4 separate regions of the Mus musculus genome follow, and regions 1, 2 and 4 are each linked to region 3. Evidence: chromatin contacts called from public Hi-C and HiChIP or PLAC-seq data. All regions are on one chromosome and are shown on one strand. Each heading gives the region's core, a stretch centred on a gene start, on an enhancer-like site or on the middle of the called end of the contact. The rest is flanking DNA. Distances are from core to core; before and after follow the strand shown. Region 1 overlaps Gan (giant axonal neuropathy). Region 2 has its middle 15 kb from the start of Cmip. Region 3 holds the start of Plcg2 (phospholipase C, gamma 2). Region 4 overlaps Bco1 (beta-carotene oxygenase 1).

Region 1 (6,338 bases), core at 92-2,591, 290 kb after region 3:
GATGGGTAACACAGCGGCCCAGGACCCAGTCACCCTTTCTTTAGAGCCCACAGAGGCCAAAACCCACACTGCCCTTCCTCCAGAGACAAACTGAACTGAGCCCTGAGACCAGAAGACAGATCAGAAGTCTGCAGCCCTGGGTTCTTCAACTCCAGAGCCCATGCTCCTGGCCACGGGACCTGTTCCTAGAACAACTGACAGCATGGGTCAGGGGCCAAAGCAGGAAGGGGAGATATGTTCTCTTGGGCGCTCCTATTGTGAGCTCAGCTGGGCTCAGATGCTGCCATATACGGCCACCTAAGGAAAAGCTTTGCCATTTTCTAGTCTCTGGGCCAACTGTGAAAGGCATCACCACACAAATTTACTGTCTACTGCATGACGTTCTCTAGTTAGTCTAAGCATGAGGCCTGTGAGGGAATCACAGGGCTGAGGAGAGGGTCCGGCTCTGAGGAGATCACAGGGTTCTTCTAACTACTATTGACTACCCAAGCCTTCCATTTAAGTAGGCCAGGTCCAACTGTGGCCACTTCCATGAGAGCTAACTCCCGGGAGAGGGTCTCCAATGGCAGAGGTCTCTCAGCAACTTTACCCTGACTTGGGGACCAGGGGAGACCAGAGGCAGGGGCACTGAGGCTCTGTTACTGGTGGTGTGGAGAACCGATATGCAGGGATTAAGTGAAGGAGAGTCCCCTGTGTGAGAGACAAGTCACACCAGTCATGATTTTAAGCAGAACATGATTCAAGGTCTCAGGGTCAACCTCGGCCTTGAACCTGGAACACATCTGCTTCATTCTGACATCTGGTCTACCAGGACTGAAGGGGAGAGAGCGGAGGGAGGAGCCAGTAAAAGGAAAAACTCCCAAGAAACAACAGCACCTCTGGAGAACCTTAACAGCAGGCAGCCTCAGGCGCCTAAGTTGCCAACTGTGTCAGATCAGACACGCGCTCTCGTCTCTGATCCTGACAAGGACAGAAACTAAGCCCTCTATTCTGTGTGCATATGCCGCTTTTCTGCTACAGGAAAACACAGCCTTTTAAATGTCTCAAGTTCAAGTTGAGTTTCAAGTAATCACCTTGCAGTAGCCCCAGAAGAATTACCGCTCCTCCAGGTTTAAAGTGCCTAGTATAAAAAAAAGTGTGTGTGTGGGGGGGAGGATGGGAAACACGCCCTGAGGACCCAACGCCTCAGGCTGCTCACTACTTGCTTCCAGGCTTTTGTTACAGGACAGAACACTGAATTCTTTTCATCTGTCAGGGAACCAAGTCCAACGCTACATCAATACATCGTGAGGTAACTGACAGCAGACACTAAGAACGGGAATGAATGTAAGCACTACCTATCCAGTTAACCAAGAAACGCCATAAAGCAGGCAACAGAGACTTCTCTGGTGCTGCCAGAAGACATTCAAAGAAATTCAGCACCAGCGTCTAAGGTGTATCTTCTCCGTGTCTGGGGAGGAAGAATGACGGAAGAGAACCCCTAAATCTATTGTCAGGGCTAAAATGCTTAAAAGTCAAAGAAGGGACAGGATTCGCTAGGCAGAAGGCAGAGCTACTTATAGCTGCAAAAACGGTAGCCAAGCCTACAGTTCAGCTCGCCACGGCTTTACAGGCGGCAGGGGTGAGTCATCTTCCTGAGTGGCGGTTCCTCTCTCTCCGGGCCAATGGGCTCGCTCTCATGTCTACCCCATAACCGTATGTGTATAGCCAGTGGAGCTGTAAGAAGTCTTTGGGGACTATTCAAAAGGCAGAAAGACACCTCAGCCTGCCAAGGCAGTTTTCCCCCACCTCTGACTTCATGGGGCAAATTCAATGAAGTGTTAGCTTTAGTCTTTATTCACAACCCCCACCTTGCTTCTAGAAGACACTCAGTAAAGCCTAAGACTTCCAACAGCTAACTGACAGGGAGAAGCGAAGGTTGTTCAGTTTTTTCAGCTGGAAAGCTCGGTTCTGGAAGCTGGACCCATACTACCAGTGATGTATACTTTTTAAAAATAAAAACACCTGTGTGCCAAGAAAAAAAAAGTCAAGTTCCCACTGAATCAGTAGACTACCCTTGGGAAGCCAAGGTCTGGCTTCTGCGTTTGGCTGCCGCTCACATCTGAAAGCCCCTTGTAGGAGGAGGAGAGCATCCGGACCCACCTCAGACATGAAACGATCAAAGCAGAAAGTTCTGGAAAAGATTCTAAGCTCACATAAGATGCAGTAAAGCAACCTAACGCTAACATGATGAGCATTATGAGGTGTGTGCATGGGGCTTCAACTGTCCCACGGAAGCATTTGGAGACATGGCATGTGCTTGGTCCACGAGGCACTTGGCATTTTTGAATCTGTCCTAGTTTTCCTGCTCCGTAGGCCGGCCCATTGATACACACAGCTTTTCATTTAAAATCCAGCCAAATGGACGAGAACACTCTCTGCCTAGTGCAAAGCACCACAATGAAGGCTGGGCTGCTGTGACTCAGTGCCTGCTTGCAAACCCAGATCAACTCACACAGACAGGGTCCTCACTCAAACTCCAGTGACTTCATAAACCAGGCAGGGAGGGCTGGGTCCCACCTGCTTCCATGTGAGGTTCCCAGAAACACAAGCGCAACCCTTGGGAGTTGCTCAGTATTTGCTGCGTGATACAGGGCAGGCAACTGTCATGCTTCCTCGGTCACGGGCTTCCTCTGTGCCCTCAGCTAAAGGGGATTCATTGTCACAAAGAAGCTCTGCTTCTTCCTTCTGTGGGTACTTCCCAGGCAGTTCTGGGCCTCTAGGTGCACACGGTGAAAGCCACCTCCCTCCTTCCCAGAGCATCCAATGTCTTTTCTGGCCACAGGAGAGCTGTGCAATCAGGAAAGCCAGCCTTGTAGAAGACAGCACTGCAGGGCTGGTCACACTCCGCGAAGAACTTCAGGACCCCTGATGCAGTATACTGGGTAGGAGATGCTAAGCGGAGCCCTCAAGAGATGCTAGCTGTTTCCCCAGGCATCTGACTGGTAGCCTTTCAGACCTTGAGGCACCACAGCAAGGATAGCTCTGCTTTCACCCCCTCCTGTTTAGGGGTGGCCTCTTCCCACTTACAAAGAATAAAATGACACCGTCGAGCCCTGGACATCAGAGTACCTCAGCAGCAGTGCTCAGAGCGACATAACAGAACACTTGCTGCAGCACAAACAAGGCTCGGATACCACCCCCAGTTCTTTTGGTGGCCGATCATGTAAAAAGTCCAACTGGAGTAGAACCAAGACTCCTCTGAGCAGTCACGCTCAGCCCTAGACCAGCCCTTTCCAGAACGAACCACTAGTTGGTAAATACATTTTTCAAATCCTACTAAGGAAGAGAGATGCAACCTAGCAAAACTGGCTACTGTCTAAAACAGTTCCACATTCACACGCCACATGTGTTTGACACAGCCGTGTAACTGAAAGTCGACGGATTCAGGGCTTATTTGAAGCACCAGGAAACAGTAGAGCATGTAGCTTGTGACTACAATTCAAAAGTAAACATACAGACAGACTTCCAAGTCACGTGGCACAGCATGCGCGCGCACATTCACTCGCCCTGCACACTTCTTCTCACAGGACACAAGCACTCTTGAGATTTAAACAAACAAACAAACAAACAAACAAACTTCATTTCAAATTAAGCACTTAAATCTTTGAAAAATCATCTATGTTTGATATGTTAGAAAAACAAGCAAGCAGCCGGGCGTGGTGGCGCACGCCTTTAATCCCAGCACTTGGGAGGCAGAGGCAGGCAGATTTCTGAGTTCAAGGCCAGCCTGGTCTACAAAGTGAGTACCAGGACAGCCAGGGCTACACAGAGAAACCCTGTCTCAAAAAACCAAAAACCAAACCAAACCAAACCAAAACAAAACAAAACAAAAAAAAAAAAAACCAGAAAAAAGAAAAACAAGCAAGCAAGCAAACAAGCAACAAGCCTACTTTAGACCCTAGCTTAGGAGAGCGCCTTGATTTGCCTACTGTAGTTTGAGAGACGACCTTCCAGTAAAAAGAAATTGCACTTCCCCCAAAGATGTCTTGTTTCAAATTTTAAGATCTAGCCTCAGTTGCCAAATGCAACAGCATGCATCCGGTCAAAGTGCCTTACAGAGGAGGGAAGGACCACTCAGACGCCGAGACACAAGTGGGGTGGTAAAACAAGCCTGCACGGAAGGAGCGCCAAGCTATTTCACAATGCTGAAAGAGGACTTATAAAGAGGTATGACTGACTTTGAAACATCAAAATAAAATTAAATACAGCCCTACTCTTCAACAAGAGTTTTGCACACACACACACACACACACACACACACACACAAAATAATAGTTTGGCACTTAGCAGCTTTTGTTGATATTGCATCCCATATTAAGTTGCTGATTTATTTTATAAAATATTAATTTCTGCAGCTACTGTGTCAATAAACTGAACTGAAAACCTGTTTTGTTTTTTTGTTTGTGGGTTTTGTTTGTTTGTTTGTTTGTTTTTAAAAGTGAACTGACCAAGTCACCAGGCACTGGTGACACTGCCATCACCTGTCGCTGTAAACACGGAACTGTCGTCTCCTTGGGGCCTGAAGCAGACTGAGAGCCTTTTACATTTCAGGAGTTAAAAACAAACAAACAAACAAACAAACAAACATCAACCCAAACAGAGCCCTTGCTATGGCTGTCCTGGCTCTCATCAGCATCTCTCTGTCCCGGTCATGGCTCTGTCCTGGGCGGACATCTCACCACAGTCAACTCACCCCTTTTGGCAATTGCCCTCCTCTGAAGCCATCTCAGCAGCAGCACAAAGTGCTTCTCTGCAGCAGCTTCTTTGATGGAAAGCTTCCCAATGGGGAAACTTGCCAACAATGTGGCTGAAACCCATCACAACCCAAGCCTGGTGTGGACTGATACCGAGTTCCCTGGGTGGCATGAACGTGTGGCACACCTGGCCTACAGCAAGGGATAAAACCTTAGACCTTCTTTTGCCAAGTTGCTTCTGGCCATAGCAGTTAGGAAGCAGGTCCCAGCCCTTTTACACCCCCTACCCACCCCCCACCCCCTTTTTAGCAATGTCTTAGTGTTGACTCCCAGCAGGTATAAGGAAATCCTGCAGAGAGGCCACCCTTTTAGGAAAATAGGATTGCTGTCTTACACGCACTTTAATTGCATATAAACATCTCACGCAGGGAGGAAGTTTAGAGAAGAGATTCCTGTTCTCCAACATGACCAGAGGATGCATGTACACAGTTAGCAGTCACTACGATACAATGTTGCCTCTTACACTCATCTCTAAGAGAAAGAAATCTAAAGAAAACAGAAATGAGGAAATCTCTATCAAGCCGACTAGAAACTTGATATTGCACACTATGATATAACCGAGTGTGCCAAGCTCCTCATTTCACACCAAGGGGCCATAATCTAAATGGAAAACAAAATATCTTACGAAATAAATCCCACTAACTAAGGAATTCTTTTTACTAAGGGGAAGTGGAGCAGAGGGTGAAGGTGGGGGTGAGAGATGGGGAATGGGGGGTGGGTACTAATGGGAACAGAATACAATTAAGTTGAGGTAGTTTATTCTACCAGTCAAACGTTACCTGGAGCAAAGTTCATCTATACTCCTATGCTGTGGGAGCGGCCTGTTCCAAAGACCCAATTCCACACACACCTGCATTCAAAGACAAGCTTGCAGCTCTACGCAGCAGTAAACAGGACCGAGCGTGCTTCAAGACAGATCAGATGCAGACCTTTTGATCCCTAGACAGTTGTGTTTTTAGTTTTTGTTTTTGTTTTTAAATATATGTCTTACTGTTTTTAGTCGCAGTGGAACTCTCCTTTGCCCGACTCTGTCTAAAGTCTCCTTTGCACTCGCAGCCTGGAGCTTAGAAAACAGCTCTGCTTCTCAGGTGGGAAGGAGGAATTACGGTATGCCTCCCTCGGATCTCACAGCACCACCCCAGAGCTCTCTCGGCCTGGCGCAGGATCTTTCCCGGTGAACAATTCCTTTAAGCTCACACACAGGCTTCGGACCTGAGCTCCTCGGGTGACTGAACCTTCACTAAGGTAGACTGTTGCCAGAGAGGAGTTTTATCTTAGTTTCAGTTCATCAGAATATAGTTTTTAAGAGTCTTAAGACAGAGCACTAGTAATAAGTGGGAACTAACTGCGCAAACCTCAATTACTCGGTGGGGCCAGGCATTCTACCCCTCCGCACGCAGTACAAGGACAACCTCGTACGCCGGCTATGTTGGCTTGCATATATGGATTCTGTTGTTTGTTGACCACAGCCACACACACTGGAACTCCGCAGTCAGTCAGGTAAGAGTTCCCTTCTGGGAAAATGCACCTTAGGGTTTTAAC
Region 2 (6,805 bases), core at 1,787-4,286, 260 kb after region 3:
AATGTGCGAAGGACGCGGCGTCTCAAGCCCTTCTCTCCTTCACCTTCATGAACATGTGCCCACGTCCTCAGCGAGGGGGGAAAGAGGGAATGTTTTCTTGTAGTTCCGAGGAGCCTTGCCTCTAGATGCAAGGGGATATCCAGAGCCACAGAGAAGGCAAGACCAAGAGGTAGTGACACGTAGTACAACAGAAACCAATCAGAGCAGCTTTAACAAGGGGAGGGCGTGGCTTACACAGCCCTAGGTGTCACACAGAGCCTCAGTGGCCAGAACCACACAGATCTAGGGGCCTTCCTTCTGTCTCCCTGTCAGACTGGCCTTCCCTGCAGTGTGGCCTTGGCATTCTACAGAGGAGTTCAAACTGACCTAGGGTACTTTTGGCTCAGTTCCAAGGAAAGGGTTTGCTTGGCCCAGCTTGGAACAAATGCCTATTCCAGCCGCCAGTGTCTGAGCTGCCTTGTGCAAGTATGGTTGGTGGTGATTGTCCCCTGGAGGTGATTCACCGTGATCTGAGTAGAATGGACCCCCGAGTCCCCCCCAGAGAAGTATACTAATACATATAGTAGCTGCTTCTTCCTTCTTGCAATCCAGTCTAGTACATGCTTTTATTTTATTCCTTTGTTAGCTTTCTTAATTTTGTAATGCTGGGGACTAAACACAGGGCCTTGCCCATGGTATTCTACCATGAGAAACATCCCCACATCTGGCTTTCCCTACATGAGCTATGACATCATGAGAACAGACCAATAAAATTGATGACAAGGACAGACACAGGGGCGGTGGGGGGTCAGTAGAATACATTCCCAACCCTCTGTGTGTGTGTGTGTGTGTGTGTGTGTGTGTGTGTGTGTGTGTGTGCATGATGGTTAATCTTGATTGCCAACTTGGAGCATCTAGAATCGTCTAGGAGGTAGATCTCCCAGCATGTCTGTGAGGGGGTTTCTAGATTCAGTTAACTAAGCCGGGATGATATGCCCTTAATGTGGGAGCACCATCCCATGGGCTAAGATGCTGGTCTGAATAAAAGGGAAAAGGTAAACTAAGAGTGTGCTCTCTTGCTCTGTGTGTGTGTCTGTCTGTCTGTCTGTCTCTCTCTCTCTCTTTTATTAAAGATTTATTTATTGTTATATGTAAGTACACTGTTGCTGTCTTCAGACATCCCAGAAGAGGGCATCAGATCTCATTACAGATGGTTGTGAGTCACCATGTGGTTGCTGGGATTTGAACTCAGGACCTCTAGAAGAACAGTCAGTGCTCTTAACCACTAAGACATCTCTCCAGCCCCTGTCTGTCTCTCTTAATCTCTGTATCTCTCTGTATCTCTGTCTCTCTCTGTGTCTGTCTCTGTCTCTCTGCCTCTCTCTCTTACTGTCTCTATCGCTCTGTCTCTCTCTGTCTCTGTCTCTGTCTCCCTGTCCATCCCCCCACACCCCAGTCTCTGGCCATGGATACAATGTGAGCTGGGCTGCACACTTCTGTCCCCACACCCTTCTGCCTTGGCCAGCTGTCCTCTCCAACTGTGAGCCATGATAAACTCCTCCTTAAGCTTCTTTGGTTACTTTGTCTCAGCAACAGGAAGCAAGAGGAAAAGTGGCTAGTACACAGGGTCCCCAGGGTGGCAGCAAACTTAACATCTATCTTCTTCCATCTCTCAAGTGCAGAAGTAGGCCACCACCTTTGCCATGTTGTTAGTAGAACTAACTCAGACTGGCATAGTACTTACTGTGTACCTGGCAGTTCTGTAAACGATTTGCATATATTTGCTTATTAATTAAATCAAGTAATTAATCCCTACAAACTCAATGAAAAGTATGACCATTGTACAGATGAGGAAACTGAGGCAAAAAAAAAAAGGCTAAACAGCTTGAATAGGACCAAACTGGTTTCAGACCCATTCTCATAAGGACCACATCTGCTTGTCTTATTTTAACTCCAGTCTTTCACTTCTAATTTGTTTTTCTTTTATTAAAGAGTTATTTTCTTTTTTTGTTGTTGTTTTTGTTTTTTCTTTCTTTTCTTTTCTTTTCTTTCTTTCTTCCCCCCTCCCACCCCCCCCCAAGACAGGGTTTCTCTGTAGCCCTGGCTATCCTGGAACTCACTTTGTAGACCAGGCAGGCCTCGAACTCAGAAATCCACCTGCCTCTGCCTCCCAAGTGCTGGGATTAATGGCGTGCGCCACCACGCCCAGCTGAGTTATTTTCTTTTAATGTATCATTTGTTTTTATTTTATGTGCATTGCTGTTTTGCCTGTACATATATCTGGGTGAGGGTGTCAGAAGACCTAGAAGTCGAATTATAGACAGTTCTGAGCCCTCCTGTAGGTGCTGGAAATGGAACCTGGGTTTCTGGAAGAGCAGCCAAAGTGTGCTCTTAACGGCTGAGACATCTCTTCAGGCTTGAAATGAATTTTTTTTTTTAAATGATCAAAAGGACTGACTTGGGCTGCAGCTTGGTTGGGAGAGTGCTTGCGCAGCACAAGTGAGGTCTGGGGCTCAGTCTCTAGCACAGAATAAACAGGGCATGGAGGGAGGCTTCAACATCTGTCATTTTAGCACTTGGGAGGCAGAGACAGGATGATCAGGAGTTCAGGGCCATCCTTGGTTTCCATAGTGACATTGAGGTCACCCTGGACTACAGTGAGTCCTTGTCTCAAAAAATTAAAACGATTAAAATAAATGTTTTGTTTTGTTTTTTTTAAATCGTGAAGATGGTGAAAGAATTTGAGATCTGACATTTCACAGCCGAGAATGGAAAAAGCACTCGATAAAAGCCCTCGATTTTGTTGCCCATCCTTGCGGTTTTTGTTTTTGTTTTTGTTTTTGTTTTTGCATTTAGACCAGGAATTGAGGAAAAGGCTGGGCTACTCACTTGAAGCCTGGCCACACATAATTTGGCTTCAGATCACCGGGACCACCTGGGGTCAATGTGCATCAAGAGACAAATAAAGAGGTCACAGCGCTGTAGCTTAGCTGGTAGCCTTGAATGCACAAAGCCCCAGCCAGCACTGCTTGCCTGCCTGTAATCCCAGCACTCAGGAGGCAGAAGCACAAGGGTCAGGAGTTCAAGGTTATCCTGGGGTGTGTGAGATCCCGCATCAGAGGAGAGGTGGGGAGATATGAGGGGGTGGGGTGGGGGCTGCACATGTGATTCTTAGAGATAGATACAATGAGAAGAATTCCAAAACTCCAGGCTCTGAGGGAGAATTCTGCCTAGGGCAGGACCACACACCCATCTTCTCTCTATCCCTTGCTCACTCTCTTCAAGTCTGGGCTGGCCGCTTGCTTTGGACAGTCAGGTCTGCTTCCCCACCGTCCCCCCACCCCCACCCCCATCCCCCTACCCCGACAAAGCTGGTCCCCACATCCAAGCATCCGGGTAAGAAACTGGATACACCTGCTCATCCACCCATTCAGACCCCTGAGACTTAGGTCACTTGGCTCAAAGAAGGCCAAGTCTCTGCCCCCCTCCCCCAGCCTCCTCCTGGCCACCCCCTGCCCCTAGAGCTTCTCATTGTTCCCCTAACAGAGGACTTTGCACTCAGATGTGAGGGTACCCTACACCACAGAAACCCCTTGTTACAGAGACTACAAGCTTGACATCAAGGTGCCTGGCATAATTCCTTCCCTGGAAGAGGCCTCTGCTGCCAATCTGCCAATGCTTGGCGTGACTTGGCTGGTACACACACAGACACCTCACCCCATCTCTGCCTCCACAGTCAAGGCATCCTCCCTGGGTGTCTTGTGTCCCGGCTTCCCCTTTTTATAAAGATGCTTCCCCACCCAGCATGACTTCATCTTGACTTATGACATCTACAGCAACCCACTTCCAAATAAGGTCAAATTCAGAGGTGCTGGGGGTTATGTCTTCTAGGGATGGGCACGGTTCAATGGGAAGCAGAGCCCAATCCCCTGAGCTATTTCCCAGGCTGAGGGACCTTGCTCCTGGATGTTCTCTGCATAGACCAAGTCTTCCTTACTCTCCTCAGCCTCATTGTAGAACACTCACTGGACATACTCATGACTTCCTAGACTCATGAGGAAGAAGGTGACTCAATTTCTCCATCAGTACTAGAAGGGTTTATCCAGGGCTGTCAAGACGGCTCAGTGGGTGAGACTGACTTCTCTTCCGAAGGCCAACCACCTGTAATGAGATCTGACACCCTCTTCTGGCACATCTGAAGTCAGCTACAGTGTACTTATGTATAATAATAAATAAATCTTTGGGCCGGAGCGAGCAGGGACTGAGCAAGTGGGGTTGACCGGAGCAAGCAGAGGTCCTAAATCAATTCCCAACAACCACATGAAGGCTCACAACCATCTGCACAGGCACAGTGTACTTACATACATAAAATAAATAAATAAATAAATCTTTAGAAGGGTTTATCCCGATGGACAGCCACTGACTGTAGTCTTCACCATGCTCTGGTTTCACGGGTCAGTTTGTTTGTGTATGCCTTTTCTGAGACAGGGTTTCTCTCTGTAGCCCTGGCTGTCCTGGAACTCACTCTGTAGATGAGGCTGGCTTCGAACTCAGAGATCTGCCTGTCTTTGCCTCCCAAGTGCTAGGCTTAAAGGCGTGTGCCAACACTGCTAGGTTCACAGGACAATTTTAAAGGCATCGAACCTGAACAGCTCACAGTGGACTAATAAATTACACTCAGCTTGGGCAATAGTGACCTTATAAATTTAAACAGCAGTAGTGCCTGACAGATAGCTAGGGTCTGGACCAGAAAGTCATATGGTAGTTAAAGAAGTAAAGACTTGTGGAAGTGATGGGGAAAAGGGAAAGAGGGAAATAGAGGGAGAAGAAGAGTGAGAAAGAGAGGGGTGAGGGAGGGAAGGAGAGAGAGGAGAGGGGAGAGAGAGAGAGAGAGAGAGAGAGAGAGAGAGAGACCAGAAAACTTGTTAGGTCTCTTGGGTCTAGAGTGATAGGCATTTGTAAGCCACCCACCATGGATGCTGGCATCTAAATCAGGTCCTCGTGCGAAAGCATCAAGCACTCTTAACCACTGAGCCATCCCTTCAGCCCTAGTTTCTTTTTTTTAATATTTGGTTTTTTGTTTTTTGTTTTTCTGAGACAGGGTTTCTCTGTGTAGCCCTGGCTGTCCTGGCACTCACTCTGTATACCAGGCTGGCCTCAAACTCAGAAATCCGCCTGCCTCTGCTTCCCAAGTGCTGGGATTAAAGGCGTGGGCCACCACTGCTTGGCTAATATTTGTTTTTTAAAAAGTATGTGTATGTATGGTTATCTATGTACAAGCATGTGTGTATGTGCATGTGATTGCAGTGTTCTCAAAGGCCAAGAGAGGGCGTTGAATCCCACGGAGCTGGAGTTATGGGCAGTTATGAGCCACCTGACATGGATGCTGGAAACCCACCTTAGGTCCTCTGCAAGAGCATCAAATGCTTTTAACCAGCGGGCCACCTCTCTGGCTCTGCTTTATCCCTATATTTATTCGTTTTTCTCTTTCATTTGGCTAAAATCTTCAAGCAGATCTAACCAGAAGACTAATTAGACAAATCTACCACAAGTCTTAGTTAAGGTGGGGGAAGCTGACTTACCTAGTCTTCAGCCAGGGCAGACATCACCAATCCATCACGGACATCATCGATATGTCTAAATCCCAATAGCCACGCTGCCTTCATTTCCCCTCAGAGTAGCCATTGATATGGAACATTAGCTTGGCTGGGGAGGGAACACATCCACACCAGTGGGGTTTCTGGTTCATCCCTTCTACACCCCCTACTAATGGGTAGTAACGGGAGGTTCAGAGTGCCTGGCATCCTGACTCAGAACACCCTCCCGCATAATTTCTGGGTTTTTCCTCCAGTTTCACCGGGGGTATGCCGACAACCTGTGTATTTCTCGCCTGTCTGCTTGTTGTCTGAGTCAGTGATGACAGTCCCCTGGGAGGCTCACCTCGTCCTGACTCCATCTGCCTCGGACCCTGGAGGCCACCTGTCGTTCTTTCTCTCTCTCTGATAAGGTGTGTTAGAGGTTCTGCTATCTTGACCTGTACTTTGGAGGTTTTCTCTCATGATCTCACCATCTGGAACTCCAGAAGTCTAGGGGTCCTGCCTCTACTGTGACCGTACCCCTGGTGCTTGGGTTCTCGTGGCAACAATCCTGCTCGGCTTCCTTCAAATAAATGCTCAGGACTGCCGGGGCCCTCTGATAACTAATTGGGCAGAAAGGCCTCAGCAAGCAGCAAAGATTGACTCCTTGGTCCCTGGATGGCTGGCTAATAACCAATGTTGCTATAAAATGCTCATTTTTGTGGAGTCAGGAAAAAAGATCAGAGCGCAAAGGTGCCGGCCAAGCTTGATAGCCTGAATTTAATTTAATCCTTGGGACCCACATGATGGAAGAAGAGAACTGACTCCCACAAGTTGTCCTCTGACCTCTGATCTCTACACCTGGGCTAAAAAACACCACACACACACACACACACACACACACCACACACACAAAGCAAATAAATGAATTGAAAAAGAAAAAAAAGAAACTTTTTTTGAAACAGTATCACATGTATCCCAAGCTAGCACCAAACTTACTATGTAGCAAAAGATGACCTTGAACTTCTGATCCTCCTGCCCATACTTCCCAAGTGCTGGGATTATAGGCATGTGGCACCATGCCCAATTTTACGTTGGAGATAGAGCCCAGGGCTTCACTGGACCCAGACAAGCACTCTACCAAGCCAAGTGAGCCACATCCCAGGCACCGGGGGCCTTTTGTTGTTGTTGTTGTTGTTGTTGTTGCTGTTGTTGTTGTATTGTTCTTTGAGACAGGGTTTCTCTGTATA
Region 3 (6,951 bases), core at 3,788-6,287:
TGCACCTGTACCTAGACACCACACCCTTTCGACCTCATTTCCAGCCATGCAAAGGACGGCAATGTTACCAGCCTCCTGAAGACTTTGTAAGACCTAAATAAAATAATCTATGCATCCCAGGCCCCTAAAACAAGGGCACAAGTCAGCTGTGGTAATGCATGGAAGCGGAGTGTAGAACCTCAGCTACGTAGTAAGTTAGGGGCTACCCTGGGCTACACAAGACAGTATCTCAAAAAAATAGGAGAGAAAGAGTTGAGTGGAGAGATGGCTCAGCAGTTAAGAGCACTTGTTGCTCTTGCAAGGGATCAGGATTTTGTCCCCACCCCCATGTCAGGCAGCTTAAGACCACCAAACTCCAGCTCCAGGGGGTCTGATACCCTCTGTTGACCTCCTCAGGTACCAGGCACACACGCATGATACAATACATATATGCAGGAAAATATTCATATATATTTTTTTTAATTAAAAAAAAGTCAACTTAGGGGCTGGAGAGGATGGCTTAGCAGTTAAGAGCACTGGCTGCTCTTCTAGAGGCCCCGGGCTCAATTCCCAGCACCCACATGGCAGCTCACAACTGTATTGCTTAACTCCAGATCCAGGGGATCTGACAAACTCATACAGACATAGGCAAAAGCAAACCTACCAATGTACATAAATAAATAATATAATTAATTATATTGCATAGTATCACATATAACAATATATAGTAAATACTAATAAGTAAATAAATATGGTTTTTTTAAAATCAACTAAGAGGGTGCTCAGTGGAACTGTGTGACAACCTCAGCTCCTCCTGCCAGGTCCCACAGTTGTCATTGTATCCACCAGGATTACCAAGCAGCACTAGAAAGCTATTCCACCCAGGCCAAAGAACAGGAAGTGAGAGGCAGGCCTTGGACTAGGACTGTGGGGGCCTCCAATCTGCTCAGTCTCTAGGCAATTTGCTCTGAACCTCAACCCTGTCACTTGCAAAATGAGGACAAAATACCCTGAGGTATGGATGGTGTGATTTGGGGAACTAAACACTGACTGATGGATGCTTATCTATCCATCAGCCAGGTGATCGGAGCTCTGAGTATCAACTCTGCTTGGGCTGGGAACTAGGATGCAAATGTCAGCGAACAGGGAGAGGCTCAGACCTTGCCCTTTGCTCGAAGGAAGGCAGAAAGGCTCCTAGGTGGGAGAGCTGGCCATGGGGAGGCATTGTCTCCACCTGTTCCCTGCCTATGGCTTGGGAAGAAACAGCAGTGCAGAGCCAGGTGTAATACCACCCTCTCCCTCCCCCTCCCCCTCCCCCTCCTCTGCCTCCCTCCCCCCACCTGAGGCCTAAAGGACTCAAGAGAAATCAGCTGAGGAAGGAAGGCTTCTGAGTTCCATCTTGGTAAAAAGATGAGGCACTGGGGGTGAGGCTCGGTGGATAGAATGCTTGCCTAGCATGTTTGGTTCTCAGTGCCACATGAGAGAGTTTGGTGGCCATAGACCATAAGCCCAACACAAGAGAGGTGGGGAGAAGAAAATCAGAAGTCCAAGGTCATCCACAGTTAAGGCCAACTTGACTTATACTAGACCCTGTGAAAATGAGATAAAAACACACAACAGGGCACCCAGCTATAATCCTAGCACTTGGGGAGGCTGAGGCAGGAGGGTTGCTAAGAATCCAAGGCCAGCCTGCGCTACAGAGTGAAAAGCTGGTAGAGGAACAGTCATCTAGCCTGGGGAACAGGCTTCAACACAAGCCAGGATGTGACCTCACAAGATATATATACACTCTTAGCTCTCCTGTCCACTTGGGAGCTACCCATGCCAAACGCGCTATTTATATTGACACTATCAGTTAAGCAGGCTAGCCACTGGAGATGAGAGAGGGGAGTTTCCAGGCTAGTTCATCGTTGGGGGGGGACGGGACAGAAGCAAAGGCCCCCTGGAAAGTAGCTGTTATTATAAAACTCTCTAGACATGACACCGGTTTACCCTCAGGTACCTTATAGACCAATACATGCCATGCCTGGGAATACAGCTCAGGGGTAGAGCATCTGCCCAACAAGAGCCAAGTCCTGAGTTCAATTCCTAGCACCGGGGGAAGAGGGAGAAAAGCTGACAGCTTTAAAAATCAAAATCCATCCAGAGAGGAGGAAATTATATGACCAAGGTCACACAGACAGACAGACAGACAGACAGACAGTCATATGATTCTGATCCTTTCAGGGCTTGCTTTTTGTGAATTCAGAATGCTGGCAGTACTTGGCCATATGCCAACAAAACTGGCCGACTCTTTGAAGAGTGGGTAGGGGGACTGGCTTGTCCAAGGTCACCCAGCTTACAAAGTGGAAGATCCAGGTCCCCGTTGCACAGTTCTGCACTATACAGAATGCTCCATCCTGGCATCCCCACTGTTTCTCACTGTTAGATGCCCAGGAAAGGTTTCCCCCAGCAAGATCCCAAGCCCTGAAGCAACACCACACTGGAAACAGATTCTGGACAGGGCACCAGGCAGTGGCCAGTTCAGGCAGAGTATTCCAAGCTCCAACGCCCAAGGCAAGAAGGTCTCCTCCAGCTGACTGTATTCCCAGAGCAGGGCCCTAGCCATCAAGATAACTCCCTCTTTGCTTCTGTTTTGTTCTTTCCAAAATGAATGAATTAGCCTGGACTCCCCTTCCCTCCACCCCTACTATGGGTAACCTGATCAACTCACATAGTCAGTACAAACATGGCTGGTGGTGCTGGGAAGAAACCTCTTTTCTTTCTTTTCTTTTTTTTTTTTTTTTTCACGTTTCTATGTCCTTCACACTTTGAAACCAACTTCTCACACACAAGAACCCCAAAACAGGAAACAGGGACTATCCATCTCTTGAACAGTCTCTGCACATGTGGGTCAGTGCTGGATTTCAGCCAAAAACCCAAGGAAGAATTCTACTAGACTTTGGACCAGCTGAACCCTTGAATATTGCCTGCCCTTCCCACTGCACCAGGGATATCGGGGTTCATTTGACGGTCATCCTAAAAGCATGGGAAGGTCCAATCCAAGAACCAACAATGTCCACCTGTACACGTGGAAGTGAAAACAGGGTTGACTTTTTTTTTTTTTTAAGGGCACTGGTAAGCACCTCTAAAGTATAAAGTTGATCCAGCAAGCACTCTTGTGCAAAATGAGACATCCGGAAAGATCCTTACAGGACCATAAAACCAGAAACACTTGGGCTCCTCATCTCTGGGAAGTGGGCGGTGGGGGATACGGGGGGGGGGTACGGGGGGAAGGGGGGTTGGGGGGTGGGGGGTGGGGGGTGGGGTGGGGAGGGGTGGGGGGAGGGCATCCCCTACAGGCCAAGAGTATTGGCACACACTGATCATCCCAGCACTTGGGAGGTGGACACAGGAAGATCAGAAGTTCAAGGCTAACCTGAACTATATAATGAGATTGTCTCAAAAATAATTTTAAAAAATTTAAAATGTACAGAAGCTACGGAAAAGAGTGGATTTATAAATTATCACACGCCAATTTTGATCTTGGGAGATTTGTGAGCTATTTTGATTTAAAAAAAAAGAAACTTACAAATTAATGAGTTATAATATAAATGTTATTAGTGATATATATATATATATATATCTCGAAAGCATTGCTTGTAAATCTAGAGGGGGCCAATGAGAGAGGATGGGACAAGACATATGAATGGGTCCACTCTGTTAGTTGAAACAGAAAAGCCCTTTTGCGGAGACAGGGCAGGGAGAGGGTTGCCTATTTTCGAAATTAATTATTTGCAGAAGTTTTCCCACCAGTAACTTCCCACCAACTTCGCCCAGGAGGTGCAAAAGGGTCCCCGCTGGGGCTCCTTCAGAGTACCCCACACACGCCGCCTTGCCTGGGAGGCCAAGCACCGAGTAATTTTAAGCATCAATAAAAATCCACAGCCAAAATCCCCTGGGACTGCTACACTGCTGCCCACAACCGTGCAAAATGGGTAACAGCCTAGGGCTAGTCCCGACCCCAACATCCTGTAAGTGTCCCGCAGAAGCAAAGAGCAGGGGCCATGACCTGTGCCCACCAGGAAGGGCCTTTGCCACCAGGGTCAGGAACTGCAGGGAGTCTCTTTGATGCCCCGGAAAACAGGCTCTGGTCTAGTACGGGACCCAAGAGAGAAACCTGGACTCGGGGGGTGGGGGTGGGGGGGCTCCTCTCTGTGTGCTGTGTCACATAAATGGAACTGAAATTCAAATTTAGGTCTCAGAGAGAAAGCCACCTGTTTCCAGGGCGTGTCGGCCCCTCGCCCTGCCAGCCTCTCTCTCAACAGTTCGAGATCAGGGTACGGACAGGGCCTGCTCCTGACTTTCCAGGTATCAACCTCCTAGGTCCGGATACAACCCACCTTCCCTTCGAATTCTGGCTCCCCGCGAGGCAAATGACCTCTTTGAGATCCCCAAACTGAACTGAATTGCGGGAGGGGCGGGTCCCAGAATCGCGTGTGGAGAAAGAGCTGCTCCGCCCCACCCCGGAGCCACCTGTGTACTACTGGGAAGTACTGTTCAAAATCAAGTCCCCGCAAGCAGGGACGCGGCTCCCGCGTAGGACTCTCGGTGGCGAGGTAGACGCTTCGGCCACCCCAGCACCCGGAGCCGCGTCTCTCATTCAAACCCTAGTTGGCCACTGCTCACCCTGGAGAGGTGGCGCCAGCCCCAGGAGAGGAAGTGGCCGGCGGCTGGGCCGGGCCCGGCTGTCCCTAAGCAAGGGTTCCCCAGGGCACACCCGGCCACCTGCCCGGATCGCGCACCCCAGCCCTGCCCGCGCCCTCTTGGGCTCCGGCGCAGTCCCCACCCAACGCGGTGCCAGCTCTAGGGTCCCCGCACACGCGCAAGTCCCCGGGGAGCTCCATCCATCCTGGCTACTCACCTGGCGGTACCCCCGGAGCGCAGCCACCCGCACAATCCCTGGGCCTGCCAGCCACGGGTTGGGGGGACTCGGGGGTCCCTCGTGCAGCAGCCGCCTGGGGCCCGGGCAGTCCGGCAGCGCAGGTCTTGCTCAGCGGCGCTCCTTACTTCTGCTTTGGAGGCGGCCGCGCCACGTGACTCCTCGGGGCCGCCCCCCTTAACGCGCCGCCCTGTCTCAAGGCGGGTCCCGACCCGCCAGAGCATCCTAAAAGAGTCATGCCTTGCCCGACCAGGGGGAAACTGAGGCAGCCCCAGTACCACCTGCCTGGCCGCGATCGCTTAGCCAAGAGAACAGAAATTTCCCAAGAATATCAGAGTTTATGGGGCGCCTACTGCATACAGATACCATGCATGCATTGATTATCTTCACCCACTCGGGGTTGACAGAGCTGAATTTAGTAGTACATTGTTTCCTATCTTAAATGCCGCAGCCTCAGTTTCCATCTCTGCAAAACAGTGCCAGGCTCAAAAGTTTGTTTCAAAGAGTAACTGGGCACTAGAGAACTGAAATCTTGGCTTTTAAATTGGAAGACTGTGTTCTTTAAAACTCGTTGCTTTTTTTTCTGGGGAAAAAAAAATGTATTTTTCCGCTTAACGGTCCATACCTTTAATCCCATAACTAGGAAGGCAGAATGACAAAATTACATCTCTGAATTAGTTCAAGGCCAGCTAGGGCTATACAGTGAGATCTGTGTCCAAAAAAATTTTTTTAATATTATTTTTAAATTATGTGTATATGTGTGTGTTTATGTGAATCCATTTCTGTGAATACAGGGGATCAGGGAGGCTAGAGCTCATAGGATTCTCTGAAGCTGGAGTCACAGGCTGTTGTGGCTATGTGGGTTGCTGGGAGCTGAACTCCAGTCTCTGTAGGCGCAATATGTGCTCTCAACTGCTAAACCACCTCTCCATTCTGACAGAGAGAGAGAGAGAGAGAGAGAGAGAGAGAGAGAGAGAGAGAGAGAGAGAGATTTAAGATTTGATGATTTGATTTGATTTCAGGCTGGTAATCCCAGCACTTAGGAGGCCCAGGTAGGCAGATCTCTGTGAATTTGAGGCCAGCCTGGTCTACAAGGAGAATTCCAGGGCAGCCAAAGCCACACAGAGAAACCCTGTCCAAAGAAAGAGAGAGAGAGAGAGAGAGAGAGAGAGAGAGAGAGAGAGAGAGAGAGAGAGAGACTTGGTTTCTTCTGGGTGCCTTTAATCCTAGCACTCAAGAGGCAGAGGCAGGTGAATCTCTTGAGTTTGAGGCCAACCTGGTCTACAGAAGGACTTCCAAGACAGCCAGAGCCACACAGAGAAATTCTGTTTTGAAGGATAAATAAATAAATAAACAAGCAAGCAAACAAACAAACAAACAAAAAGACTTGGTTTTATGTAGCCCAGGCTACCTCAATCTTCTAGCAGGGACCAACCTTCTGATCCTCCTGCCTCTAACTCCCCGGGGCTCAGTTTACAGGTTTTGCCACTGTTCCCTTTTACATTGTGTCCCCCCACCTCATCCCACCCCCGCAGATGTCCTGCACTAGGTCAGCACTTTACCAACCTCATGCTGAGAGCCACCTTACAGCTGTCCCAGCACAGTGGCCACTGGCTTTGTTCTTGTCACCAATCACCATCCAACAGGTATGTATCCCTTCAGACACAGGGTCTCCTTAAGGGTCTCCTTGCAGCTCAATATGTAGACCAGGCTGGCCTCAAACTCACAGAGATCTGCCTCCCTGGTGCTGAGGCTAAAGGCATGTGCCACCACTAAATCACTCATGAAAGAGATCATGATGACATCAAACACATGAAACACGGGCCTCTTCTCAGAAATAATGACTAGGGCTGGAGAGATGGCTCAATGGTTAAAAGCACCGACTGTTCTTCCTAAGGTCCTGAGTTCAAATCCCAGCAACCACATGGTGGCTCACAACCATTCATAATGAGATTTGACGCCCTCTTCTGATGCATCTGAAGACAACTACAATGTACTTAGATATAATAATAAATAAATCTTAAAAAAAAGAAATAATGACTATATGACAC
Region 4 (6,952 bases), core at 1,382-3,881, 360 kb after region 3:
CAGCTACTCATCCATTCATTAACAAATACTGAGTATCTGCATCGCACCAGGTGGTATTAAGGTGTTAGGAACAGAGCAGTGAATTTAGCAGTACTTAGCAGCCTGAGGGGTCTGCACAGGGCCAACTTCAAAAGATTTAACACAGCATGATTCACTTACAGGACCTTTCTTCCTCCTCCTCCTCCTCCTCCCCCTCCTCCTCCTCCTCCCCTCTTCCTTCTCCTCCTTTTCCTCCTCCTCCTCCTTTTTCTTGTCCTCCTTCTCTTCCTCTTCTTCCACCTGTCACTCTCTCAAATAAGGTCTTACTCTTTAGCCTAGGATGGCCTCAAACTCATGGCAATTCTCCTGCCTCAGCTTCCCAAATACTAGGATTACAGGTGTGAGCCATGATACCAGTTTTTAGATGAAATTTCTGAGATGACAAAATTCTATGGGTGGTGGTTGCCAGGGTGTAGGGACCAGAGGTTGGAGGGGCAGTCTCGTGAGGATCCTTGTGCTGATGGACCACGAAGTATATGGCGGTGAACAAAGGATGGTACCAGTTTTATATGAGCGGTAACACCAGAACTACTGACACACTCATGCACACACATATGCATGTATAAATTTAACCTGTGCTTTGGGTACCCACTAGACTCGAACAGTGAAGCGCCAATGACCATGGGGCTCCCAGCAATCAAGTGGGAAGCCACTTGGCTGGTTTCTGAGCTCCTCCATCCCAGCCATTGTCTTGCTTGGGGCTTTCCTTCTGCTCTGCTCCACATACCAGTCCACCTTGAAGTGCAAATAGCTCAGGACACCCCCTTTCCCTTCTGGGGGCTGATGTGGCTCTTGCTGGTTTTTCAGACCAGCCTGGCTTTGGTTTTCCACCCTGAACTGTGGCCCTTTTGCCATGGCTCATCCGGTCAGTGCCAGTTCAGTGACCCCCCCCTCCTGCAGAGAAGGAACCTGCAATCACTGATCATACAATAGGACTTCTTACAGGCCAGGAAGGGTGAAGTTCTGCAGCCCCACTTTATAGGCTCCGAAGAACTGGAAGACGCAGCCACATAAAAATCAAACAAGCAGCTGGGCGGTGGTGGCGCACGCCTTTAATCCCAACACTTGGGAGGCAGAGGCAGGTGGATTTCTGAGTTCAAGGCCAGCCTGGTCTATAAAGTGAGTTCCAAGACAGCCAGGGCTACACAGAGAAACCCTGCCTCGAAGGAAAAGAAAGAAAGGAAGAAAGGAAAGAAAGAAAATCAAACAAGCTCTCAACAGGCTTTCAAGGTGTTTTTTTTTTTTCTTTTATATTTTGCTACCCGTTGCATGGAATGACCACAGGGCACCATGCCCTTCTGGCCACATGACTTACAAACAGAGCATACCTGGGAAAGCCAAAAGGCCACATCCACAATTTGGTCCATTAGAAAGGATGGAGTGGATGGAGGAAGGAGCTGGGATGATCTCCCACCTTTTTTTCATGTTCATAGGTGCTTATTCCAAGAACAATAACATGGTTAATACAATTCTTGATTCACATTCAAGGTCTTTTTAAAGTGCATTTGCCTATACGTGTGTGCACTTGAGGACATGTGCATATATGTGTTAGACTGGAAGTGGACATTGGGTCTTTCCCTTCATCATGCTCCACCTTATTTTCCAAGACAGGGTCCCTCACTGTTTGCTGAGTAGGCTCTCTGGCCATCAAGCCCCAGGGACCCTCCTACCTCTGCCTCCTGAGAGCCTGGGATCTAGACACATAAGGCCATGTCCAGTTTTTATGTGGATAGCTATGGGGGGGGGGCAAGTGTCTGAACTCAGGTTATCTCACCAACCGATGTATTTTTCTCGTTCCTCAAGGTCTTTCTAAGAAAAGAAAGGGCTGCCTTAAATATACTAGAATTGGCTGGTAAAAACTTGCCTTTTCAACAAGGATTCCAATAAAATGGAACTCGAGCTGTCTCTGTGGTTTATTGTGGTATTTGAACAAAGAATAACAGCAGGATGACCATCTCCAACAACAGAAAGGCGCAAGCTTACTTACTTTTCCCGTTGCTGGGAGACGGTAACTAACAAAAGCTACTTAAGGGGGGATGGTGGTGGTTTATTTTGACCAGGGTACAGTCTATCATGGTGGGAAGGCATGATGTCAGGAGCATGAGGCAGCCGGTTACATCCACAGTCAGAAAGCTGAGAGGGGTGAATGCTGGTGCTCAAGTGGCTTCTGCAGTGAGAATTTTAGTTTCTCTAAAAGAACACATAAATATTATGGGAATATGTTTTATTTCTAATCCAAGGCATGGAGCTATGGGGCTCCCTTAAAGCAGGTGACTATGATTTGCCTCGTGCTCTAGCAGGGGCGTGGTTTTGCCAGCTGCAGATCATTTCTGCAAGTGTGTGACCTTTGGAATTCTGGGGACTTTTCAGAGGATGTAGGGCCCCAGAGGTGAGTTGTTGTTTGTTGGTGTTGTTTACTGTTGTTGGTTGCTGTTGGTTGTTGGTTGTAGTGGCTGTTGGTTGTGGTGGTTGTTGGTGGCTATTGTTTGTTGTTTGTGGTTGTTTGGTAGTGTTTTTGGTTGGTTGTTAACTGCTGTTGGTTGCTGTTTGTCATGTAGTCATGTGAGAAGAAATGAAAAGAGGAAGTTAGATATCCTGAAGGCAAAGATCAAACTTGTCCCAAGGAACTCAATGCCTCTAATCAGTACCTCTAGCCAGCAGGAAGTAGTCTAAAGATATCATCGCCCCCTCTCCTCTCTATCCTTTTTCTCTTCTCCCTAGTGTTAAGGGGGTTGATAAGTAGATGAAGAGGAATGGAGAAGGGTAGAAGAAAACGAACCCACAAAGTAGCAAAAGTCCAGCGACAGGTTCTTTCCTTTTTATTCAGGAAATAAAGGATGTTCAAAGGATGAGATGGTGCTGCCCATGTTCTGGTTGGATCTTCCTTGTCCAGTTAACACAATAAAGAAACTTTCTCACAGACAGGCTCAGAAGTTTGTTTCTTAAGAGATCCTAAATGCTGTCCACGTTGACAGTGTCAACAACTAAGTTCTACCAATGAAGCTAGCTAGCTTGCTTGCTTGCTTTCTTTCTTTCTTTCTTTCTTTCTTTCTTTCTTTCTTTCTTTCTTTCTTCCTTCCTTCCTTCCTTCCTTCCTTCCCTTCTCTCTCTCTCTCTCTCCCTCTCTCTCTCTCTCTCTCTCTCTCTTCCTTTCTTCCTTTCATTTTCAAGATAGGATTTCTCTGTGTAGCCCCGGCTGTCCCAGGCTGTCCGTTGTGAACTCAGAGATCTGCTTGCCTCTGCCTTGAGTGTTAGGATTAAAGACTTGAGCCACCATGACCCGCTGTGAAGTCATTTTCACTGTGGCTCAGTTCTGGTGCTGTCGGATCTGTGGGATGATCTGAGTTTTCAACCTCTTGCGTTTCAGCTGGAGTCTGCTTCACTGCATTCCAGTCTGCATCTGGGATAAATAAACCATGAAGGTCCAGGTGCATGTCCGCATCAACAGAGGCGCGAGCCAGTTCCGTAAAACTTTTGGCATCCAGAATGAGTAAAAAAGGCAGCTTTTGGGGATCCGTAGAGACGATGGCTGATAAAATGACTCCTATAAGAAAAGAAAAAACAAAACCCCCAAAACCAGTTTATTTCCATTTGTAATGCTGAGAGTGTAGTCTCAGGCCTTCATGCAGACTAGACAGCTGCTTTCCCCATAGGCTCCATCCCTGGTCCTAAGAGATATCTAACAGTGTTCAATGCATAGCCTTGTGTACCTGGAAAGAACATTTCTCAGAGGTGTCTCCCTGTGGTCTTTTAACTCATCCTTGATCTAAACAGGAGGAAAGAGGATATATGCCATTCTGTGTTGGCAGAAGAGAAACCAGAACTGCAATCAGCAGACCTACTTCCGGGAGCGCCGCTTTGCCTCAATGAACCTTTGTCTCTTCATCTTTGCAGTGAAGCTAATTCCCACCAACCCCTGACCTCATGGGTGCTGGGATGATCTGCAGGGTGGATTATGGGAGCACTTGGTTCGTTTTCATGTGTTTTGAGGAATGGCTCCTTTCCTAACATCTTGAAACCTCCAAGTATGGAAAGACCCAGGCAATTCAGGGAGGATGTGTGGGCTAAGGTGTGCTACTCCGTGGAGCAGGGACGTCTTGAATTTCAAAAGCATTGCCATATTTGTTTTGTTTTGAGACAGGTCTTGCAATGTAGCCCAGACCGGCCTTAAACTCATATCTGCCTACCTCTACCACTCAGATGCCAGGAAACCAAGCCATGTGTTGCCATGTCTGGCTTGTGGTGGCGCTGGAATGAATCCAACTCATCTCCTGGTTACGTTGGCAACCCCCCCCTCCCCCAACGTTTGCTTGTAAATTGGGATGTCCTTGCTCCTCTGTGCTCACTTTCAAGGTATAGCAGGGTCAGGAAACTTTTAGTAAGTGCCCAAGATGCCGCCCAAGCGACCTGGGTTGTGGTAGCTGAACACAGGTGATGTCAGATTGGCCTGGATTCAAATCCAACCTCTGCATATGGAGCTCGTGACTTTGGTCAATTTGCCTCACTCTCTGAGCCTCCCCTGGATGAAATGAGGACAGTGTCACTCCACACCCATGGAGAGAAGGCGTGAGAAGCAGCTGCCCAGCCAAGCAAGAGGCTGGCCTCAGTAGGAGTGGATGCAAACAGTCCCCTGCTTTAGAGATGACAGTGACATGGGATCCCCCTGCCTGTGTGCCAGGCCACAATCAGAAGGAAGCCAAGGCCAGGTGGAAAACCACTCCCTCCCACCTGAGGGAAGAAGCTGGCAGTCTCAGTGGGACAGCCTGCCCTCCCCTGCAGGTGTGGGCAGCCCCATCCCTGGCTTGGCTGGGCGGTGTCCTTACCCATAGCTTATTACCTTCCCCGGTATCCTGAGGGCTGTGGGCAGGGCATTTTTGAAGCCAAAGGGGGATAAGACAATTTGGCTAAGTGGAAACCTGCATTTCTCAGGTGCTGTGAAAACTTTGCATGCTTATGAGAGAGGTCATTTGAGATCTGGGGCCAGCCCTTGCAAAGAATTCTAAAACTAAAGCTGCACACTCTGAGAGAATGTGTGTGTCACTCAGTGGAAAGGATATGGACTTTGAGTAGGAGAGAATTTATACCGTGCCCAAAGAAGGTCTGTTTGTTCAGTCTTACCCATAAGAATGTTTTCAGAGGCTGTGAGGTATGTCAGGTAGTGTATTCTAACAACTTCATCCATCCATCACCCACTCATCTATCCATCTGTCTGTCTGTCTGTCTATCTATCTATCTATCTATCTATCTATCTATGTACCTACCTATCTACCTTGTGGCTGTTGTGTTTTGAGACCAGGTCTTAGTAGTTCAAATTCTCTGTATATCTGAGAATGACTGTAGACCCCTGATTGTCTTCTGTCTGCCTCCCAAATGCTGAGATCTCAGGCACACATGCTATGCTCAGCTGACAATGTGATTTACGATGGGGCCCTTGGACTCCACAGTCTCTGCTTGGCCTGCAAGGGACTGAACAATAAAGGCCATCCACTCAGGGTAATCAGAATGTCGTATGAGTGAGCCACAGTAAAAATCTCTGGATGCAGAGGCTCAGGTGAACTTCCATGTCTGGAATGCTTGGTTGTCAGAAGTGAGAACAGTACAGCCAAACCCACTGGGAAGGGATGGCGGGGAGCTCTGGGGACCCTAGTGGATTACAGAACCTGGTGGTAGGAGCCCTTGACCTTACACTCAACATTAAAATTGAGTGTGGTCTTCTCATCAGGCAACCCACCATGGGATGCCCCTGGGTGGTGCCTCTGTTGGATGGGTAAGTGTGGTCCATGGGCTCCTCCCTTCTCCCACTCTTACCATCATCTTCATCCTTCGCACCTGGCGTGGGAACAAACAGAGGCTCTGCTGGCCAGCAGCTCTCCTCAGACCACTTTAAGGAGGACTTTGTGAGAATGTCATATTTCAGTATCTGTGTATGCAGAGAAGAGAAAGATGGGAACCTGTGTCTGCAACCATGCTGACTCCCTAGAAGTGAGAGGGCATGAAGGCCACCGAGGGGAAATTCAGCCCTCACACTTATACTTGTCACATCACCCCCAAGTGACATCTGTCCCAGGCAGCACGGCCCCAAGAAGGGAAGACCCAAACTTCCTCCCCCAATATCAACACAGGTCTCCTGGCTTACAGAAGGCTAGGACCTCAGAGTCCTGAAATGTTCTGGTTTGGTTCTATCTCACAATGTTTTACGTTATAAAATTAAGGTGTTTAATGCCACCAATTAAAATATGATAACAATTCTTTTGTTGCTTTAAAAGTAAAAGCCCTGGACTAAGACTAGAGCTGGGTGGTGGAGTCCCTGCCCAGAACACCTAAGTTGTGATTTGAGTCCCAGCATCCTAAACACAAAACAAAGCAAAACAACAAATAAAAGTGGAAAATTCCCAAGAGCTCTCATGGACCTGTTCCTGTAGGGTAAAGAATTCATAGAGAATTCATAGGAGTGGCTTGGGACATGTTTCTCTCTCTCTCTCTCTCTCTCTCTCTCTCTTTCTCTCTCTTTCTCTCTCTTTCTCTCTCTCTCTCTTTGTGTGTGTGTCTGTGTGTGTACACCTTAACTTTTGCTTTAAATATTCTGCATTTAGAAATTTAAATATTTTAAAATTTATCATTTTATTTTTGCTCTCTGCATCTTTACAGTGTGGGGGGGGCATGCATCACTGCATCATTGCATCATTGCATCATTGCATCATATGCATCACAGCCTGCATACAGCAGCCAGAGGGCAGAAATTGGTTCTCTCCCTCTACCATGTGGATTCCTGATATCAAACTCAGGTAGGTGAGCTTGATGGCACATCCCCTCACCACCTGAGCTACCTTGTCAGCTCTGTATTTTTAAATGCAAATAAAAATGTTGATCTGAAAGGAAAACAGTGTCTGGCCAATGCTTTGGACAGTGCTGG

The links. Hi-C and Micro-C count contacts between places; a contact is called where the count stands out from the background. HiChIP or PLAC-seq counts read pairs in DNA pulled down with a chosen protein or histone mark.
Region 1: a Hi-C map of bone marrow-derived macrophages shows a contact between it and region 3, with 27 read pairs. The contact joins the enhancer-like site here to the promoter of Plcg2 in region 3. A contact is called at or near these places in 7 of 39 promoter capture datasets (cranial neural crest, embryonic stem cells, frontonasal cranial neural crest and 4 more), 1 of 15 datasets of contacts at CTCF or cohesin (CD8 T cells), 3 of 484 Hi-C or Micro-C datasets (CD4 T cells and bone marrow-derived macrophages), 21 of 115 datasets of contacts at active chromatin or transcription factors (the 230-238 cell line, bone marrow-derived macrophages, double positive thymocytes and 13 more) and 3 of 9 other capture datasets (adipose tissue, liver and pancreatic islet).
Region 2: an H3K27ac HiChIP or PLAC-seq map of embryonic stem cells shows a contact between it and region 3, with 19 read pairs. The contact joins the enhancer-like site here to the promoter of Plcg2 in region 3. A contact is called at or near these places in 3 of 484 Hi-C or Micro-C datasets (CD4 T cells and bone marrow-derived macrophages), 16 of 115 datasets of contacts at active chromatin or transcription factors (bone marrow-derived macrophages, embryonic basal ganglia, embryonic forebrain and 9 more) and 3 of 9 other capture datasets (adipose tissue, liver and pancreatic islet).
Region 4: a Hi-C map of bone marrow-derived macrophages shows a contact between it and region 3, with 23 read pairs. The contact joins the enhancer-like site here to the promoter of Plcg2 in region 3. A contact is called at or near these places in 4 of 39 promoter capture datasets (embryonic stem cells, frontonasal cranial neural crest, hippocampal neurons and 1 more), 1 of 484 Hi-C or Micro-C datasets (bone marrow-derived macrophages), 15 of 115 datasets of contacts at active chromatin or transcription factors (the 230-238 cell line, bone marrow-derived macrophages, effector CD8 T cells and 9 more) and 4 of 9 other capture datasets (adipose tissue, embryonic stem cells, liver and 1 more).

The regions. Positions count from the first base shown.
Region 1 is chr8:117,204,619-117,210,956 of GRCm38.p6, reverse strand. It overlaps Gan (giant axonal neuropathy), which reads right to left. Exons shown (of 11, transcript NM_001081151.2): 11 at 5,123-6,338. Among named protein-coding and RNA genes, the nearest start is that of Cmip, 49 kb to the left of the region's middle. Within about 2 kb of position 1,341, at least 59 of the 459 cell types and tissues checked have an H3K27ac peak or open chromatin away from gene starts, as enhancers often do. A contact at or near this core is called in the 230-238 cell line, CD8 T cells, bone marrow-derived macrophages and 2 more, where this site is marked.
Region 2 is chr8:117,238,257-117,245,061 of GRCm38.p6, reverse strand. No RefSeq gene overlaps it. Among named protein-coding and RNA genes, the nearest start is that of Cmip, 15 kb to the left of the region's middle. Within about 2 kb of position 3,036, at least 40 of the 459 cell types and tissues checked have an H3K27ac peak or open chromatin away from gene starts, as enhancers often do. A contact at or near this core is called in bone marrow-derived macrophages and embryonic stem cells, where this site is marked.
Region 3 is chr8:117,496,361-117,503,311 of GRCm38.p6, reverse strand. It overlaps Plcg2 (phospholipase C, gamma 2), which reads right to left and starts at 5,037. Exons shown (of 33, transcript NM_172285.2): 1 at 4,883-5,037.
Region 4 is chr8:117,129,605-117,136,556 of GRCm38.p6, reverse strand. It overlaps Bco1 (beta-carotene oxygenase 1), which reads right to left. Exons shown (of 11, transcript NM_021486.3): 10 at 5,848-5,959; 11 at 2,837-3,583. The coding sequence ends at 3,297. Among named protein-coding and RNA genes, the nearest start is that of Gan, 25 kb to the left of the region's middle. Within about 2 kb of position 2,631, at least 7 of the 459 cell types and tissues checked have an H3K27ac peak or open chromatin away from gene starts, as enhancers often do. A contact at or near this core is called in bone marrow-derived macrophages, where this site is marked.